Regions from separate parts of the Mus musculus genome. Here regions 1 and 2 are each linked to region 3. The links are chromatin contacts, called in public HiChIP or PLAC-seq maps. All regions are on one chromosome and are shown on one strand. Each heading gives the region's core, a stretch centred on a gene start, on an enhancer-like site or on the middle of the called end of the contact. The rest is flanking DNA. Distances are from core to core; before and after follow the strand shown.

Region 1 (2,700 bases), core at 90-2,589, 220 kb after region 3:
TCTGCTTTTAATACCCAGGGTGCACCTATGTATATTTGTGTAAGTTTTTGCAGGGCGGGGAGGGTAACAGAATTCACTGGGAAGGTTTTATGGTTCATAAATTGAGGAGAGTGCAGCCATTATCAGACACTATCTTCCCTATTAGCTGCAGCCAAGATGGCGTCTGAGATGCCCTGTGGATGCGTAGCTTCGATGCGTGGAGTCTTGTGCCTATGAGGCATCCGCAAGTCTTGTTTGTGTATGAACACACACTTGTGTTTATTTGTGTGTTTTCTGGCACATGCCGCTGCTTTCTCATTTACTTTAGAGTCTGAATGAATGACCAGCTTAAGTTAATATGACACAGCATAGGCAGGGTTAAGAAGCATAAAAAAATTATTCTTTAAATACATAAAGGCTGTATATAAGGCAAAAATAGGGGGTGTGGGGGAGAGTTATAATTAGCTTGGTGATATTGGAATCTGAGAGTTTGGTCCAATAGCAGACATAAATAACAATCCATATGTAGTTTAAAACTTATCATAGACTTTTATTTTGGCACATTGGCTACGTCTGGAATTCTTTTTTAATTCCTTGTTAGCAGGAAATGTAAAGTATCGTAATGTTTATAGGAGAAGCTTGTAGTTCTGAAAGCGATAGGTGTTTGCTGATTAGAATGCATGCTGATCATCATTGCTTTCAGTGTGGTCAAGGGCTACAGCACAGGGATTCTGGGGCAGAGGGCACGGATACCTTTCTAGGCTTTTATACTTACTACCAAGGTTATTAGTCTCTGTGTACTACTTTTCTTTGTGTAAAATGAGGCTAATAATGGTAGCTATCTATCCATTTCTTACAAAAATAAAGCCATAATTATGTGTGAAAATATATGAAGTACATAGTGTTTAGAGCAAATCTTCACGTGTTCACTCTGTCATTTTCGAGCTACAGTAAGAGCTGGCACGAAGCTGTATTTTAGCCAGATCCCAGCTCGTGTCTAAACTGCTGGATGTGTTAGCCTCACCCTATGTGCAAGAGAACAGGAGCAGCTGGGCATCCGGCCTAGTTCAAAACTCATCCTTCTCTGCAAAGTAGTTAAAAATCAACTTCTAGTGCTGTGAAGAGGCACCACAACCAGAGAAGCTTATAAAAGAAAGCCTTTAATTGGGGCTTGCTTACAGCTTCAGATGGCGAGTTCATGGCCGTTATGGGAGGGGATCGTGACCACAGGCAGGGATAGTGCTAGAGTAGTAGCTGAGAGCTTACTTCTGATTCATAGAAACTAGAGGGGGAATAGAGGTGGCCCTGGCCCTGGCTTTTGAAACCTCAAAGCCCATCCCAGGTGACATACCTCCTCCAACAAGATCACATCTCCTGATCCTTCACCTCCTGGGAAGGAAGCCTTCAATACTCAAACCAATGGTGGGGTGTGGTCTTCTCATTCAAATCTGTAAACCAATGGTGGGGTGTGGTCTTCTCATTCAAATCTGTAAACCAATGGTGGGGTGTGGTCTTCTCATTCAAATCTGTAAACCAATGGTGGGGCGTGGTCTTCTCATTCAAATCTGTAAACCAATGGTGGGGCGTGGTCTTCTCATCCAACCTTCTGAACTTTGTCTGCCTTTGGGCTAGTTCTTTAGCTCACTTATTATACTTGTTATGTTTGACCATAAGTTCATTAAATTCATTTGGTCACTTTCATGGATTACTCATATTCAGTCGTGCTGCAAAATATTAAATGAAAAATTCCAGAAGTAAATAACCCAAAACTTTAACACTGTTTACAGTATATTATTATAGTAGTTCCATTTGGGGTGTGTATATTTGCGATGGGGAAGTTCTTCTAACAACTACGGTTAGAAGTAAAGCTGTATATGAAATCCATCAAATTGTCTAGCTTAGGAATAGGGACGGTGATGTGAGAGTCAAGCTGTGGTCTTAGTTCTATTGTCTCTCTATCTCCACACAGGGGTGCAGTTGGACTTCCAGGTTCCTAAGAGTGTGTCTTAGTTACAGTTACATTGCTGTGACAAACATGACTAAAACAACTTGGGGAGGAAGGGGCTTATTTGGCTTATACTTCCATATCACTGTTCATCATCGAAATAAATCAGGGCAGGAACTCAAAGCAGGGCAGGAATCTGGATACAGGTGCTGATGCAGAGGCCATGGAGGGGTACTATTTGCTGGCTTGCTCCCCATGACTTGCTCAGCCTGTTTTCTTATAGAATTCAGGACCACCAGCCCAGGAATGGTACTACCTAAAATAGGTTGGGCCCTCTCCCATCAATCACAAATTAATAACATAGGCTTGCCTGTAAGAAAGAAGGCATTTGTTTGTTTGTTTGATTTTCGAGACAGGTTTTTCTGTATAGCCCTTGCTGTCCTGGAACTCGCTTTGTAGACCAGGCTGGCCTTGAACTCAGAAATCTGCCTGCCTCTGCCTCCCAAGTGCTGGGATTAAAGGTGTGCGCCACCACGCCCAGCAAGAACACATTTTCTTAAATGAGGTTCCCTCCTCTCAGATGGTGTTAGCTTGTGTCAAGTTGACATAAACTATCCAGCACAAAGTGGAACTGAGTTGTGTCTGGAGTACTATGTATTAGGTACCTTTAGCCCTGTGATTCACATTGTATAGGACTCTATCCCCTTTCCTCAATAAAGAGATTTTTCCATTGCTCTGAATTTCCCCACAATGAGCTAGAGTTATTATTGAAAGTA
Region 2 (2,828 bases), core at 319-2,818, 190 kb after region 3:
GCACGCATTCTTAATTACCCCAGGGCTGTGGTTTGGCTTTCAGGTAGAGGCTTTCACCCTGTGCTTGGCACTCAGGGCTCTCAGCAGCCCATTCAGAGCAGCAACCCTTTCAAACCGGAAATGAGCCAGAAACCAAACGTGTCAGACATTTGTGTCGTGTGCCAGTACAGTTTAGGGGCAGCCTTACAAATAGGGAGTGGGGTGACTACCACCAACCAGCCATACATAATAGGTTTTTATAGCCAGAATCAAGAGATGGTGTGTTATTTCTCATTCTTCAATATTTTGAAGTCAGCAAGTTGTCTGCATATAGGATTTGCACTCAAATTCAGTGTGTCTTACAAATGAAGGTCTAAGGGACAGAAGGAACAATGGAAAGCATAGGTCTCCTGTAAGAGGAATCCTGTGATTTCCATGTATAACTCCAAATATAACTCTTAATAGACTTATATTTTCATCACTGTTAATAACTGTGATAATGCTATGTCGCTGACTTATGGATAGCTGAACTGTGCTAAGTGATGCGGCACACACCTGACCATGTGACATCTCATTTTAACAGTACTAAGAGGAAAGCAATCTTAATGCGTATTTTCCAACTGTGAAAACCTGAGGCTCAGTGATTATATAATATGTAAGAGTTAGTAAGCAGTAGCCTCAGTGTGATTTGGGGTGAATTAGAGAGGTACCTCCCCTGTGTTTACGTCCTCCTGGGTTTCTATCCAGGCTCATTCTGAGCCACACATTCCACTATCAGAGTCATTCTTTCCGATTATCAAGAAAGGACTCTGACTCTGAGTAGAGAAACACACACTTCTGTTGCCTTTTCCCCACTCTCCTCTTATTCTGCCTCCATGTTACCAGAAATTTTAGGGAAAAAGCTTGTTCACCCTGGCAGCACCAACAAGCTAGGCTCAGCCACAATCCACCATACCCAAACTAAAAACATATGTAATGGCAAAAGCCAGAGAAAGGTGATATAGCCAATGTGGCCATTGTTGTGGTAAATCTCCAACCCAAATATGCCCTAGCAATGAAAATACAACTCAGTTAATATGAATTCATGCTGTGTGCCTAGACTGGGCAGATCTACCACTACACTACCATTTTCCACAGCTTATGAGACCCCTTAGAACTTGTGGTTTCTCCGGGCCATGTGCTTCTGCTCCACTTTTCTTCTTCCTCCTCTTCTGCATTTTCTCCTTCTTCTCCCCCTCCTTTCAGCTCCACCCTCCCTTTTGTCTGCCCAATCATCAGATCTCCTTTATTTTACAAATTAAGGAGGGAAGCAGGTTTACAGGAAATTACCTGAGTGCTGACTCATTCCTTGCTTGCAGCCACTCACAGGATAACAGAATTAACATCAAATATAATTAGCCCCAGGGCTATCCACAACAGGCCAAAGACTGGGAAAAGAAGTGATTCAAGGGGTCGAATGAATGACCCCCATGTCTATCTTCAGGGGACACTGGCATAAGATGTAGGTTTGAACAAAGGGTAAAAGGTGCGCATACCTGAGAGCCTGGATGACCATTGGTCCTGCCCATCATTGACTTATGGCTGTCCAGCCAACCACTATAGTCTCCTGAACTCGGTGGAATCCCTTCTTTTGATTCTTCTTCCCAGAGCATGAGATGTGTGGGGAACTTTTAATTCCTTGGGTTCTTTTGTTTCAGAACTCTGATAGTGGGAGGGAAGGATGCATGCATCCCTTTATCTCTTCTGTGGCAGGGTGGGAACACTGTGACCTTCAAGTCATTTTTTTTTTAAACCAAAGCTGGCTTCCATTTAAAAGAGTGGAGATAGTAATGTATATGTTTAAAGAAATAAAGTCCTCAAATTTAAGCTTTCTCTGTAGTAGCATTGCTAACATCTGCCAGCATGTGGGAAGAATTTGTCAAGACTCTCAGGCTCTTCCTCACTGCCCTGAACCACCATGCATTTGCTTATTTATTCTACAACAGTTAAAGCTTCTGCAGCTGCCGCCAGAAAGCGCCAAAACCTTGATCTATAAGCAAACACTGTACATGCCCAGGCAGTACCCCCTGAAGTCTTACCAGCGAAGCAGGAGGAAAGAGTACAGAAGCAGCAGCCAGAGTCAATGCTGAGACTGCTTTCTTGAACATTCTATCATTTTGGTTACACAATAAAGAGCAATATGATCAGGGGTCTTTTCCAGGAGAGGGAACCAAACCTCAGAGATATTAAGGGGCTTCTTAGCTTCTGTCATCTGAGAATTCAACCTAGTTTGTCGTGGTCTTTCTATCATGTTCTGTCCCAGAGCTTCCTGAACAAGCTGGACAAAGAGGTCTCATCATATGGAGACAGAGCATTTGATGCTATGGAAAGAGAGATAAGGACTTCTTATTTTCCAACCTGAAAGTCTGCCCTAAGCCTGGCCTAGCATGGCATATGCTAGTGTGCAGGTTCTTAGGGGCTGGGGTATAATTGAGAGTACATGTGTGAGACCATCACAGAATGATACAGAACTCAGCAACTCAACTATATAAAAGTGATGCCTTCAGCTTTGAGCTTTTAAGCTTCTTGGATGGTTGAAGAGAAGGAGAATGTCTACTGGCATTTGCAGCTTGGAGTTGCCATCTAAGGAACTCTGGATTCTAACTGGGAGAGGAAGAATGTCTTCATTGCTAGTCAATATGAAGCCATTTCTCATATCAGACCTATTCAAATCATCCTCCCAATCGAGAGCTGTCCTGATCTATTTGAATGTCCATTATAATCAATATTGATTATGAAAGTATGATCTTCTACTGGAGAAGATTCATTCTACTTTTGATATGAGGCAAGGTGTAAAGAGGATAGAAAGG
Region 3 (2,760 bases), core at 151-2,650:
AGATAATTTCTCAACTATCCAAAATATCAGGATGCCCTATGGATTGTATAAGGATCATCACAGATCTAAAGTATCAGAGGCAGCCGCACAATCTTGTCAGGATGATGTTAAGGAAGGAGATAAAGAGATTATGGGAGTGGTGATTGCAGGGCAAGATCCCACCCAGCTATGCTTACAAAGGCAGGTAGATTCCTGAGTTCAAGGTCATCCTGGGACAGAAGGAGTTGAGATCAAGACCCAGGCAAGGTAGGAATGGTAATTTCAGGTGTTTTTGGTCTCTTTCTGGAGTCACAGGATGCTGATTCATGGGATAATCAAAAGGGAACGTGGGGTAGTGGCTGAATTAATGTATAAATAAAAAGACTGGGCTTTTGATATGCAAATGTTGAGCTATTCAGAGAAGTTTTAGAATAACAAGAAAGCTGTGTAAGCAGACTGACTGAGATAAGCTGTTGGCTTGGACCCTTGATTTTACTTCAAGTCATTTATTTCACCACTCTCAAGCATTCCTTCCTCAAGATCATGACTTAGCCAAGGGTGGACCTTGGCAAAGGAGTCCCTGCTTGGAGATTTCCAGAACACTTAGACACCTGTTGGACGTGCAACAGTGCCCTGGAATGAGAGCCTAAATGATGGCTGGCCTTCATGAAAGGTCATATGAACTATGGGAAGTTTGTAGATACTCAACTTGCACTTTAATTCATACCCACTGAAACGCCTGTGGGTGCAAATAGCAAAAACTAACCCATATCTGGGATTTGGGGTTCAAAATGCTAAAATCCTGATGAATGGGGAAGGCACAAGTCTCTTTCAAGTCATAAACTCTTAAAAGGCAATCCTTTGAGTCTGTTTCCTGTGAGACACCAGAATGGCATCTGGCATCACAAGATGGTTGCAGCTGCTCTAAGGCCACATGGTTCAAATTCACTTCCAAAGGAGAGAGGCAGACTCCTCCCACTTAGCGTCCAAGGACAGTTCTAGTGACAGTTACTAGTCCGAGTGACTGGACTACCATGCCTGATCTGGGTTCACCCTGGCAGGGTATAGGGGAATGAGGGGAAGTAGTGAGGATGTTTGGTAGATAATGTTGCAGACCTTTACTAAACCTAGCTACATCTCAGAATTTAGACATCAGGAACAGTTTAAGTCAAAAAAAAAAAAAAAAATCAACTGCCCAAAACAACCTAATTATAATTTTCTTTCCATTAGCTGTTATATAATAAAATTATTTTCAAATTATCCGTATCATTTTCTCAGAGCTAAGAGTTAGTCAGATTCATTTAACCTGTATCAATATTACTATGTAGCCTCCCCCCAGCCTTGAGCAGGCTGTCTCAGACCTGTTCGGCTGCTGTGAATAAGACCACCTAGGGTGGAGTCTTCACACCTAGATAGGTCTATTGTTCTGCCACCTCTGCTCTTTTCTCCAAGACACCTGATACCTGCTAAGAGGCTGAACCTGTTCTCCTGACACTATCCTTATGTGGTGGGGGATGGGATTCCACCACCCCACCCCCCTTATAAGCTCAGACTCTTAAGTAAACTTTGGGTCTTGATCAGTATCTTTGTCTTGGTCTCATTATTCCTCTCGCCATTTTCTCTCATGCAGCCCCAGCCTCCCTCTCAGGAGCCTGGTTCCTGTGGCTGTGGGCAGCTAAAGTACTGTATTGGTGCTGCTTAGAGATAAGGTCTGAGATCTAGCCCAACCTAGTCCAGAATTTAGATAGTTTTTGCCACAGCCTAAGGACAATGCTTTTGTTTTATTTTTTTTTGAAAGAAAAGCGATTTTATTAAAAAGTAAGAAAATATTAACTGTAACATACAAATGTGTAAAAATAAGAATATTTGCGAGTAGTGTGGGAAGTTCTGTTTTAGACAAATTTTCAGTTACTCGGGAGCTAAAATGCTGTAGTGAACTAGAGTTGTTTAATTGGCATTTTAGAGACTAAGCATATTTTCTGTCTGTACTGTCCCATTGGAAGTAGCTATGGTCACCATGGACCTGGGGAATCTTGAAGCTACTGAGATGAGCACAGAATTTTCATTTTTCTTTTATTCTAAGGAATTCAAACTTTTATATAAAGTGCTATTTGGCACTAGTGTCTACCCAACACAATGTATAAAGAATGCTTTGTTTTTCAAATTTCTTCTTAAAACTAATCTTTTTTAATGATAGAAAAAGGAGAGGTCCAGAGTTATGGACTCATTGAAAGAACTTCAACATCCAACCACAGCAGCACTTCCTGTGTTCCGTGGGTTTTTAGTTTTATACCATGGTACCTGTCATGAGGAGGCCATATTGATCCTACAACATCCCTGAAGATTAAAAGAGAAATTAAGAAAATGTATTGGTACATTTTCAAATAAATATGGAGTCATTATTTATCTAGCAAAAAAAAAAAAAAAAAATCAACAAAAGGGAGATGGGACCAGAGCACAGGTTAGTCCATCCAGGCATTCAGCGTCCTGGTGGTAATCTTGTCTTTCTCAATGATACCCATGCCTGACACAGCATCCCGGTCCACTGCATTCAGCATGGCCTGAAAAATGGTTTCAGATAGGTGTTCTGGATCCATGTTGGGCTCCCAGAGAGACTAACACATCCCATACATTTGTTCAGAGCAGGTACCACTGACTACGAAGTCATCAGTCACCATGGGACAGTCAATGAGGTCCAGAGAGCAAATGAAGGGCTTAAAAGTCTTTGGGTCCAGGCCAGCAGTGACAGGCTCTGTGTAGTAGGTACCAAACCGCTTCTCA

The links. HiChIP or PLAC-seq counts read pairs in DNA pulled down with a chosen protein or histone mark.
Region 1: a contact with region 3 is called in an H3K27ac HiChIP or PLAC-seq map of embryonic stem cells, with 9 read pairs. The contact joins two enhancer-like sites. A contact is called at or near these places in 1 of 15 datasets of contacts at CTCF or cohesin (the NIH/3T3 cell line), 2 of 484 Hi-C or Micro-C datasets (bone marrow-derived macrophages and embryonic stem cells) and 3 of 115 datasets of contacts at active chromatin or transcription factors (the NIH/3T3 cell line and embryonic stem cells).
Region 2: an H3K27ac HiChIP or PLAC-seq map of embryonic stem cells shows a contact between it and region 3, with 31 read pairs. The contact joins two enhancer-like sites. A contact is called at or near these places in 2 of 484 Hi-C or Micro-C datasets (embryonic stem cells and nephron progenitors) and 6 of 115 datasets of contacts at active chromatin or transcription factors (embryonic stem cells and epiblast stem cells).

The regions. Positions count from the first base shown.
Region 1 is chr2:77,114,845-77,117,544 of GRCm38.p6, reverse strand. All of the region lies in intron 5 of Ccdc141 (coiled-coil domain containing 141), which reads left to right. Among named protein-coding and RNA genes, the nearest start is that of Gm39862, 45 kb to the right of the region's middle. Within about 2 kb of position 1,339, at least 5 of the 459 cell types and tissues checked have an H3K27ac peak or open chromatin away from gene starts, as enhancers often do. A contact at or near this core is called in embryonic stem cells, where this site is marked.
Region 2 is chr2:77,145,646-77,148,473 of GRCm38.p6, reverse strand. All of the region lies in intron 2 of Ccdc141 (coiled-coil domain containing 141), which reads left to right. Among named protein-coding and RNA genes, the nearest start is that of Gm39861, 17 kb to the left of the region's middle. Within about 2 kb of position 1,568, at least 16 of the 459 cell types and tissues checked have an H3K27ac peak or open chromatin away from gene starts, as enhancers often do. A contact at or near this core is called in embryonic stem cells and epiblast stem cells, where this site is marked.
Region 3 is chr2:77,335,646-77,338,405 of GRCm38.p6, reverse strand. It overlaps the pseudogene Gm13649. Among named protein-coding and RNA genes, the nearest start is that of Gm35317, 13 kb to the right of the region's middle. Within about 2 kb of position 1,400, at least 22 of the 459 cell types and tissues checked have an H3K27ac peak or open chromatin away from gene starts, as enhancers often do. A contact at or near this core is called in embryonic stem cells and epiblast stem cells, where this site is marked.